Linked DNA regions of Mus musculus: region 1 is linked to region 2. The links are chromatin contacts, called in public Hi-C maps. All regions are on one chromosome and are shown on one strand. Each heading gives the region's core, a stretch centred on a gene start, on an enhancer-like site or on the middle of the called end of the contact. The rest is flanking DNA. Distances are from core to core; before and after follow the strand shown.

Region 1 (5,626 bases), core at 2,370-4,869, 440 kb before region 2:
TAGTGATTGATGGGGAAGGCCCAGCCCTTTGTGAGTGGTGCCAACCCCAGGCTGGTGGTTCTGGCTTCTGTAGGAAAGCAGGCTGAGCAAGCATGGGGACAAAGCCAATATGCAGCACCCCTCTAGGGCCACTGCATCAGCTCCTGCCTCCTGATTCCTGCCCTGTGTGAGTTCCTGTCCTGACCTCCTTTGGTGATGAGTAGTGATATGAAAGTGTGAGCTGAATAAACCTGTTCCCTCCTCCCCACCTTGCTTTTTTCTCGAGGTGTTTCATAACAGCAACAAAACCCTGACTCAGACACCGATGAAGGGTCAGCAAAAATCTTTATTATTCTGTATGACTATGTGTGATGCTATAATTATCCCTACATTAGAAGAAGACATATGACATATTTGTAATATTTTTAAATTGAAAGTTATTGATGCAAGAAAATCAGTGGCTGAACCAAGTTAACAGTGTATTTTCCGATATAGTTATTTTGACTTTGAATTTTAAAATGTCTAAATTGGGATGTGACTTCAGTGAGTTCTTAAAAACCGACACTGCAGCCTGGGAGATAGCTCAGCCAGCAGTGCGGTGCTCACTTTGAGAGCAGAAGACCTGCTTCCATTCCAGAAACCCACCTAGAACAGCCAAGCACAGTGTCCGGCTCTGTCAGCCCGGCTCTGTGGAGGTGGACACAGGTGGGTCCTGAGGGCTCTCGCCAGCCAGCCTGGCCTGCTTGGTGAGCTTCACGCCATTGAGAGACCCTGGCCAAAGAAAGAAAGAAGGCAGACAGCACCTGAGCAGTAGCACCCAGGGCTGTCCTTTGGCCCCCACATGCATGTATGTACATGCATATGGGTGGGGGCTTCATGCCTTGCTTCTTAGCCATCTCTATTTCAAATGAAGGCGTGGACTAAGAAGGTGTGATCCCCCGTGTTCTGCTGTTTTAATATAGTAATGAGAGATACTTTCACCTTTTGTGTGACTTCAATTTGTATGTTTTTATTCTGTCTTTTAAGAAATTTCTCTTTCCCATTGGTTTCATTTTTTTCCTGATTACTGTGAAGAATAGTTAAAAATAAATAATTTTTGTGCTGTATACATGCTTTTGTCCTTGAACATTTTATTTAACACATTCCTTCACGTGTTTGTGTTACTGTACTCCTTAGACCCTTTTGTTTTGCCCTATTGTAAAGTAGCTCTAACTGTAGTAAGTATCTGATGAACCGACTTCACCAAATAACCTGCAGCAGGTGTCCCACCGACGGCTGGAAATGTCCAAGCCTTGGGATGAAATGAACAGTTATTACGGTGAAGTCATAAAGCCTAAACGTCTGAGTTTGAATCCCAGGGCGTTGTCACCCTGGAGACTGTCTCAGCAGTTTTGGTTTTTATTTCCTCTGTTCAGAACAGCTGATAATGTTTTCCTGGGAAGGGGCCAGCACCAGATCCACAGCTATACATAAAGCATATAAAAGGAAGAAGTCAGCAAACGTTAGTGGCCCTTGTACTACAAACGTCATGGTTTTTGCTTGACTCTCATTGGACGTTGCATTCCAGTGGCTGAGCCTGAGACAGGGTGATGAGGATAGTATAAGGGGAGACTGCACAGGAGCACATGTGAGGTCACAGCCCATGCGTGAGTATAGGACATCAGGTCACTGCTTAGTTACCACATGTTGGGTGCCTACTAAAGTTCTGTTCTAATTTCAGAACTGGAGAGGAATAGAAATCTCTGCAGTCCCGCTGCTTGCACTGCATTGGGTGAGCACAGAATTTAAAAGCAGCTGTATTAGGTATATAAGACTGTTGCTTTGCGACATTAGAGGGCTGCAGCTTGTCTTTTCAATGAGATCAGAGTAGGCTATTAGAGCGAGTGATTAGGTTGAAGAAGAAAATGCAGCAATCCCTGAGGATATCTGAGAGGCAAATGTGCCTGTCAGAGAAAAGCCCCAGCACAGAGATCCTAATACCGTGGCTGTCCAGCCTGGCTGAGGCGCAGCTCGCCTAGAGTAAGGGAGCAAGGATTAGCATTTGGGAGAAAGAGCAAGCACTACGGTGATTAAAAAAAAATCCTTTTCCTTCGAACCATTACAAAAATGAGATCCTGTCAGACATGGCATGGAGCAGGTAGAAGTAAGCTAAGTGTCGGATCTAGTTGAAAATGTAAGCATTCCCTTCCAGGATGCCTGGGCTTGGAGAGCGTCTCTCAGTTAATCTTCCCAGTGCCTGAGGAGGCAACTTACGCCTCTGTGTGGCAGGCAGGGTACCTGCTTCCGTTACCACCCATGTTGACTTTTTCTGGGATGGTCTTTGCTGGGCCTTGTTCCCATGAACCAGTGCTGGTCTTTCTCTTCTCTGTTCCCTCTGCTGTGCTTCCTTCTCCCGGCCTGCATGTACACTCAGTTAAATTCTACAAGGCAGTCTGCTCTGTAGCTTCCCTAGAGTGTGACTACCTTTCTGTAGGAGTGCCAGCCACTCTTAGTGCCTCCTGCTTCCCTTTGAGACTGTACTGGGACTAAAGGTCACTCACTTAGTGCATTAAAACCTTGGACCCTCCACCTTCTTGCCCATGCACTGCTGCCAACTTGCTAAGGCTTTGACTTCTGGGACAGCCAGTCAGTTTGTCTCCTAGAAGGGAGCAAAGAATATGATGCTAGAGAGTTTTTGCCTGCACTTGGTTTTCCTCTCACCAATCTAAAGTGACGTGCTTCTCCCTTTTGGGCAGAGCACGGGGAAGGGGAAATTAATTCCCAGAAGCCATCCCGCTCCGTTTCTTCCCTCTCCGGGCACTTCCTATCTTATCCTACCAAGATATTCCTTACGCTGTAACCACACTAAGCTCTGCTAAGTAAGCACACTGGCTTCACTAAAAGCAGATATGGAGAAAATCAGTAGGTTTTTCTGTAGTGGACAACCGGCCTCTCCTGTTTCATGAGTCCATCCTGTGTATCAGAAGAGAAGTCTTTCCCTTTTAATCAATTTTGTTACCACATATTTTATTACCAAGCCAAAACAGAATCCTCAGTTAGCACTTATGCCTCAGTTCAGACACACATGTGAGGTGAGTAGAATGAATAGCACACACTCAGAGGAAAAAGAATCCAGCCCACTAAGATAAAAGCTATATAGACTTGATGTATATGGTAGGAACAAAACCCAGTTCAATCAACAAAGGGAAGCTGAGTCAATATCTGACGTCAGAGGAGCCCTGTGGCAGATGTAGTAGATCATTTCTCCTGTTTATCAGTTTTTCTACCATTCCCTTGATTTTATTCGAGATGTAGTCTTTTCCAGAATACTGCCTGCTGTGTGGCCTATGTCAACTGCAGAAACCAGATCTCTGTTTCTGGAGAGAAGAGACTTAAGCCCAGCTAATCATCTTCTCATTCCCAGAGGAAGACTGACTTACAGAATGAGCAACTAAGGAGGAATGGGGGTGACGTGCCCTGGCCACGCGTTTAAACGTTAAAGTCCTGGGTGTTGTTTGGTGCCTGCTGAGTAACACACAGCTTCTCCCACTCACCCCTTTACAGCCCTGAACACTGATTATAAAGCCTAAGATCTGTAAGAGCTGAGGAATATAGTTGAGGATTTGAGTTCCACTTTCGTTCTTCTCTGGTGAGGATTTGAGTTCCACTTCCGTTCTTCTCTGGTGAGGCTTTGAGATCCACTTCCGTTCTTCTCTGGTGAGGCTCTTCACCTGGTTCTTCTCAGAAGCAGTTCCTTTTTCTCAGAGTAGAGATTTTCAGCTGTTTTCTTAAAAAGATGGTAACAATCTTGACTGGGTGAGACTGGGAAAATATAACTAATGTAATACTCTACTTGGACCTACCTCCTTTCCTTGAAGTCTATAATCAGAACTTGCAAATAGAGGGAACACTCTTGGTAAAGAAGGCAGGAACCTGGGAGGTCATGGGCAAAACTGTTTGGTTTGGTTCTTTCCCTTTGTATCTGTGTCTGTGTCTGTGTCTGTGTCTGTGTCTGTGTCTGTGTCTGTGTCTGTGTCTGTGTCTGTGTGTCTCTGTCTCTGTCTCTGTCTCTGTCTGTTGTCTCTCTCTCTCTCTCTCTGTGTGTGTGTGTGTGTGTGTGTGTGTGTGTGTGTGTGTGTGTGTATGTATGTGATTGTATATTATCAGTGATTTAAAATGTTCCCTCAAGGTTCAAAGCAAAATTTTCTCATAAATAAAAGCCTATATCAAATACTGGTATATATTCTATGGTTACAATGTCAATAGTTGTTGATATAATTTAAAGAAGTAGGACTCATAGAGTGATGTAGGGAATTCAGAAAGCAGTTTTCTCTTCTCTGACTGCTCTAAATAGTGACTTAAATGTGGGTCAGTGACATCATCTTAAACATTTTGCCAACGAGGGACTGCTTTTTTTTTTTTTTTTGAGCTATGTACTATAGCATAAGTTATTGTCTTTGGATATGTGTGCTAAACATTTCTAGAATGGACAGAGAAACCATCTCGAAGGCTGTTGTACTCGGCCAAGCGTGTGCTTGGGCAGCATCACTGTTCTTATCTGAGAACATACACTGTTCACACTTGATCTTATTTCAGAATTATACCTGATAATGACTGTGTTGCTCTGATAATGATGAGTTTTTGTCTTCATTCTTTGGGAATGCTTTGCCTCAAATCCTGTCTTTAATTAATGGTGAACTAATTATCGTTCAGTGTCTCCCATTGGTAGCTTTTCCTCTACTCAGGGTGATGTTTCTGAATCATGTCTGTTTCTTTTACTCCTCGTGTTTCTAGTATAGGCATCCCCTCTCTAAGGGGTGCAAACAGCCCTCCATCCTTTTAACAATCCCTGTGCTTTCTTCCCAGTGTTTTCCACCCCATTCATAGACTCTAGGTGATGTGATTAACCTAATATACTAAACAACAAGCTATCCTCATTTATGGTTGATGTACAAAATTATCTAAGCAAAATCATTTTTAATGAAAAACAAAAAACTAAAGTGAAAACTGTACTCATTATGAAAAACAAAGCACTTGTGGGGAAATATCTCAGGGAATCCTTGCATATTTCTATTTAACTAAACATCTTTGAAGCGTTAACATTCACTATACATTAAAATGATTTTTATTTAATTGCCACAATTTTCCTTTAAATTATTGATGAGCTTTTTTGATGTGTATCTATCTTGACAAGGTAAAAACAAATCACTAATTTGGTTAAGTATAGTGATGTAGCCTATGGAAAACATTGTTTTTAAGTATATAATTATATTCTAAATTTAAAATAACTGCCTGAACTCTAGATTTAAATACATTGTAGAGTTTAGAATTGGATCTGTTATTTTTAATTCTTGCCTTTTATAACTTTCTGTTGGGCTTTCACGTGATTGTTCATTTGTCACCCCTCTTTTAGAGAAACGTGCACTCTATTTGATGCCTTGTAAGACTCTGAAACCAGTTGATTCCTATTTTTGCCCAAAAGCAAAGAGTGATTCAAATTTATTTTTAATGAGTAAAATGGTTTTTAAATAGGAAAAAATGGAAATTTAAAAGAGCATTTTATGCCCTGTTAAGGAATAAAGTATTTTTTTTTGGTAGACATTAAATGTGCATACTTTGTTTTCTGAACTACCAAATAATTGTACAGATTTGAATGTTCCTTGGAATT
Region 2 (5,641 bases), core at 2,088-4,587:
AAAAGGTAAAAAATACATAAGATACATAAGTATTAACAGACCTAGCCCAATTAGTATCCAAACTACCACCTCCATTCATGACCCACACTTTAACTAAATAAAGAATTATTTTTTTTCAGATAAAGAAAGGATAAAAGTACCAGCTACTGGCATCATATTTAATAAGGAAACACTAGAATTATTTTATGAGTACACCAAAGCAACCATGTACATTTTTCTAATCATATTCAATATGATATTGGGGATTTTTATTTATTTTTTCATTTTTTACTAGATATTTTCTTTATTTACATTTCAAATGTTATCCCCTTTCCTAGTTTCCCCTCTGAAAAACCCCTATCCCCTGCCCTGTCCCCTGCTTACCAACCCACCCACCCCTGCTTCCTGGCCCTGGCATTCTCTGCCAGTGCCTGACAAATACAGAAGTGAATGTTCACAGCCATCCATTGGATGGAGCACAGGGTCTCCAATGAAGGAGCTAGAGAAAGTGCCCAAGGAGCTGAAGGGGTTTGCAGCCCCATAGGAGGAACAACAATATGAAATAACCAGTACCACCAGAGCTCCCTGGGATTAAACCACCAATCAAAGAAAACACATGGAGGGACTCGTGGCTCTAGCTGCATATGTAGCAGAGGATGGTTTAGTTGGTCATCAATGAGAGGAGAGGCCCTTGGTCCCACTTTCCTTCATTTGTGTGATAATGGTTCTATGACTTAAAGAGTAAATCCCTTGAAGATCAAAATGCTAAACACATTTTATTATAACAAGCAGCCAGGAAACCCCGTGCAGAAAGAGACCTAGCTCTGGTGGATTGTAACTTATTTCAATTCCATTCTGACATTTCTAATCTCAAATAAAGGAAAGAAAGGGACAAGAGCAAACCGCACCCACTGGTTTTAATTCTATTCTCTAAGTACTTCTGTTCCGCACATTACACGTGAAAAGGGAACATTTTTCCACTCCTTGCCAATCCTTCTTAAGAGGCCATTCCAATCACACTGTAGGTCTTGAGAATACAGGCAAATGGGTTAACTTTCCTCCTTCTCAGAAGAGCTCTGCATAGGGTTGAGATTTTCAGGACTGGGCAGTGAGTAGAAGCTTCATTTCAGGGGGCAGGGGAGGGGTATACCTCCCATCCTAGTTGCCAGGGACTTCATCAGGAATTGAAGTGCCCTCATCTACACTAATTAAGGTACTTTGCAACCCCCTCCTCTTTGTCCTCTCTTTCCTCCCATAAAGGCATTGAGAAGTTTGAAAGAAAGGAACACACAAACATTGTATTTGTGAATATCTTTTTGCAAACAGCACATGCTGGTCCAAGGAGAGATATTCCGTGGTTTATGTTAATTTTTCAAACATCTAAAGTCTCCTCATCTAAATAAAAATTTAGCCCATGGAGTATACACTCAAACCTCACAATTGACGATTAGGAAGGAAAGAAAGAAGGAAGGAAGGAAGGAAGGAAGGAAGGAAGGAAGGAAGGAAGGGGAGAGGAGAGGAGAGGAGAGGAGAGGAGAGGAGAAGAGAAGAGAAGAGAAGAGAAGAGAAGAGAAGAGAAGAGAAGAGAAGAGAAGAGAAGAGGAAAGAAATAAAAATATGATGGTAGAGAGCCCTTGTCTTTGGGGAGCAGCCATGCAAAAAGCTACCTCATTTTAGAATTCCAGGGCACCTCTCTACCATGTTATGTTGTATGTGAATGGCGCCCCCTAGTGTGAAGCAGAGCTGAGCCCTCTATATGCCCTAGGTATTCATTCATTCAGAACACCACTGAGCTGAACATGTCCCAACCAGGATTCTTATGTGCTCGGGAGATGGCAATGTGTAGAGAAGACAAGAGTTGTGGGTCACATAGAGCTTACTCTCTCCTTGGGACTATTTTTCAGAACCATATTACCAGCTGAACAAAATACATCCATATGCAGATTTTAGCCCATGCTCTCTACAAAGAATGACCTCTGTTTAGGCTTTACAGTCCTGTCAATACAGAGTTGGAGACCGGGGGCAAGATATAGAAGCTCAAGGGACTGACCACCTGTTTGCATCTACTGTTCAGCTCGAGCTTGACAGGAGCTCTGTGAACATAGAAAACTCAACAAATTGACTTTCAATTTCAATTTATGTTTCCACTCCAGTGTCTATAATTGTCACTACTACTCTCAGAAAAATGTCACTCCTAGAAGTGATCTGTTAGGTAAGAGAGGGAGGAAACGTAGAAGGAGGTAGGGGTGGAAACTCACTGCCAGGTTCTATCTGTTTAAATAACTGTCCTGGGAACTAAAAGGCAAGAGAGTCCACTGAGGCCCAAGGGGCACCTGGTGTTAATTCTTGGTTTGTTTCTATTCCTAACCACTTACAGCCCCTAGCCACTTACAACCCCTACCATCTATATAGCCCCTTACTACCTATATAGCCCCTAACTACCTATAGCCTTTTTACTTTCTTTTAATCTTCTCCTCCAAGCAAACTAAATGGCTCCCTAAAGCTTCTGGACTATTAAAGGCTGAATTTAAGAGATTCTCATAAATAATCAATTTCTCAGTCTCCTGGGATCTAAATGCCAATGAATGGAAATAGTATTTTATCAGTGTTGTAGGGAAATGACACTGAAAGAGTTGGTCACTCAGCAGCTCCTTCCATGGCTGGAAGGTTAGTTGTTATTGTTGTTGTTGTTGTAATATCGAAGCTTTAGTAAAACCAAAAATAATACTTGAATTCAGTTTGGGAATAATCTTTAAAGATATACCATGGTGGTCTCAAATAGTTTATAAAATTTCCAACTCAAAATTCACTTTCTATTCCCTCTGATAAGATCATTACTGAAAATATATTCATAACACCCAGGAATGAGATCGGGTGAGAAAAAAACCAATCCTGTGTAAAGGTGTAACGCCCACACGGGAGCATTAATAGCTTTATTTTTTCTTTTTAATGGAGCAGAGAGCACCCATGTTCACGCTTTCGCTTTTCTACCTGCCTGCCAGGAAGCTTTCTTGCCAAAATTCCTAAGTTAATAAAAATGATAATCAGAGGAAAGTGTTAACATATTAGTCTACAAATTACTTTTCTTTAAGTTTGGAAGCATTTCTTGAGACTTGTCAAAGGTAACATCGTTTTTTCTTTCTCTCCCTTTAAAGCACAAAGCAAAATCCTTCTGTCTCCCCCACCTCTCCTTTTAAAAAAGTTGTAGAGTTTTGCCTTTCTGCTCACTGCACTCCTGGCCAAAGTAAGCCCTCTTTCTCAATGACGTCAAGATCTTTAGCAAGATTAGGCTTTCATTTCTCTATTGCAGCAATTAGCCAGGGAATGTATAAAAGGCTTCAGGGAGACTCACTAGCTGCAGAGAGAGGCACTCTGCAGCCAGCGGAGGCAGAAGATAGCAAAGAGGGAAACGCCAGAGGGAGGGGGCAGAGGACAGCCGCTCCTGGAGAACCTGGAGAAAGGACAGGCAGAGGGAGACAGGCTGGGAGGAGGAGAACAGAAAGTATGTTTACAACGGAGTAAAGACAGAGCGAAAGAAAGAAAGAAAAAAAGAAAGAAAGAAAGAAAAAAACCCCAAACAAACCAAACAACCCCTACCCTTACAGCACAGTTAAGAAATTGGCAGTGCAAGAAGCCAGACAGCGTTTAAAGGAACATGAAAAGCTAAAAGAAAATTTTTACCATCTCTGCAGTCTCATAGGTGCCTGGAAATGAAAGTAGAACTTCCTGTCTTTAACGGACTCTGACAGGGGTAAACTGGATTAGGGACTGGCACGCCAGGGTTTTTGTTGTTGTTGTTGCTGGTGGTGGTGCCTTTTTTTTTTTTTTAAACCATCTTAAATCCTGGAAAAAAATGCATCTCGGAATTGAATGAATTGATGGGTACACTCCAACTGCTGGGCTGCAGAGCCTGAACCTGGTCTTTCCATTTCTGCTTCTTTCAAAGAAGAGACAAGTTGGGATTTCTTCTAATTTAGCTTTTCTCCCTCTCCCTCACCCCCCTCCCAACCTTCCCCTTGGTCCCCCACTTCTCTACCACCACCTTCCTTTGCAAAAAGAAGGTGACTGGGGAAGCAGAGTGCCCAGGAGACTGACCGAGGAGGCAGAGAAGATGGGACTCCTCAGCGTAGACTTGCTGATCACCCTGCAGATCCTGCCAGTCTTTTTCTCCAACTGCCTCTTCCTGGCGCTCTATGACTCGGTCATTCTGCTCAAGCACGTGGCGTTGCTTCTGAGCCGCTCCAAGTCCACTCGCGGAGAGTGGAGGCGCATGCTGACCTCAGAAGGGCTGCGCTGTGTCTGGAACAGCTTCCTCCTAGATGCCTACAAACAGGTGAGCTGCAGCCACTGAGCTTCTCCTGGGTCGCAAGGGCTAGGGGTGTGGAAGGTGTGGGGCTGCTGGCTCTGGGGAGTCCTACTTGGGGTGTCCTCTCCAGTGACTATGTTCCACGGAGTCTCAGTGCCACTTGGGACACCTGTTGCACAGGTTAGATTTGGGAGTGACAGACACGGAGCCACGGGGACTCTTGGTGACTTCAGTAGGAGTCTTTAATGAGGGCTGCTGTTACTTTGCACTGAATTGGCAGTTGAAGGGGTTTGTGCTGGTATAAAATAACTGTAGGTAAAATCAGAGTTCTGGGAGGGGGGCTTGGAACTTGCTGTATTTGTTCTGCCCTTGATATGAGCTGGTTTCTGCTGCTTTGCTTTACATGTGTGATATGTAGGAGAAGGTTTGAATAGTGTTTTCTTTCTGCTGAAATGGTCAGAGTTGGATGAGGATGATGGTGGTGGTGGTGATGATGATAATGATGATGACGATGGCTGTGACCTCACTATAGCCCCTCCATTTCTTAGGGAGTTAAGAACAAATGAAAGCAAGCTGAGCATGACCACCTACTTAGTTGGAATGTGTGGACTCCTCGTTACTAAGTGTCAGTTTGCAAAAGAAAGATCTAGGGATAGGTTGTCAGAAACCCAGACTTTGTGTGTGAGACCGAATCTACAAATAAATTCCCATACAAAGAAGTGATGGGTCTATAATGCATTCCTATGTCAGGCCTTGGACATTAGAGAGGTGACCTCCCTTACCTGGGGACAGTGTATTCCCATCAGCTTTTGAAACACTGGGGTGAGTGATTGATGCATGGATGCGAAAACTTCCGGTATTCCAGCCTTTCTGCTGCCAGGACATGTTTAGAGGAACATTTTCAAACCATATCAGTCAGGGTAAAGTGGGATGAATACTTTTGTACGGTCGTCCATCCCTTAGGCTTCTGAACCATCCTGGGTATTAGAAAGAATGAATTCATGTGGACGAAATAAGTTTCTATAAAAAGAGGAAATGTGTTCCTAGCAGTACTGAAAGAGCTTGTCAGAGAAGGGAGTTTGGAGGAGTAGCGAAGCCAGACGTTCAATCGAGTGCTGCTCTTGGGGCAGGTGGAAGGGTGAGCATCATGATGGGAACTCCGAACAGCAGAGGAGGAAGGGAAGGAGTCCTTCCCCAGTAAACAGTGGAAAAAATAAATCCAGGTGCAGGGGGCGGGGAGAGGGGGAGGGATAAAGAATCTGGGCAGGGTGTTTCACTGGAAAGCAAATGTTGAGGAAGAAAAGTATGGTTTTCTTCAGGCACTAACGTGTGATTCCTGGCATTATTGCAAAGAAC

Evidence for each region. A called contact is a pair of places that touch in the nucleus more often than the background predicts.
Region 1: a contact with region 2 is called in a Hi-C map of the 63-12 cell line, with 2.5 times the contacts expected there. The contact joins the enhancer-like site here to the promoter of Dio2 in region 2. A contact is called at or near these places in 15 of 39 promoter capture datasets (the 3T3-L1 cell line, 3T3-L1-derived adipocytes, the C10 cell line and 10 more), 1 of 15 datasets of contacts at CTCF or cohesin (pro-B cells), 4 of 484 Hi-C or Micro-C datasets (the 63-12 cell line, myocytes, uterus and 1 more), 1 of 115 datasets of contacts at active chromatin or transcription factors (acute myeloid leukemia) and 1 of 9 other capture datasets (macrophages).

Annotation. Positions count from the first base shown.
Region 1 is chr12:91,181,679-91,187,304 of GRCm38.p6, reverse strand. The region is part of intron 20 of Cep128 (centrosomal protein 128); the gene reads left to right. Among named protein-coding and RNA genes, the nearest start is that of 5430427M07Rik, 140 kb to the right of the region's middle. Within about 2 kb of position 3,619, at least 89 of the 459 cell types and tissues checked have an H3K27ac peak or open chromatin away from gene starts, as enhancers often do. A contact at or near this core is called in the 63-12 cell line, acute myeloid leukemia, hematopoietic stem and progenitor cells and 3 more, where this site is marked.
Region 2 is chr12:90,736,734-90,742,374 of GRCm38.p6, reverse strand. It overlaps Dio2 (deiodinase, iodothyronine, type II), which reads left to right and starts at 3,337. Exons shown (of 2, transcript NM_010050.4): 1 at 3,337-4,312. The coding sequence starts at 4,091. Gm26512 (a long non-coding RNA gene) reads right to left here and starts at 4,168. Exons shown (of 5, transcript XR_872906.2): 1 at 4,075-4,168.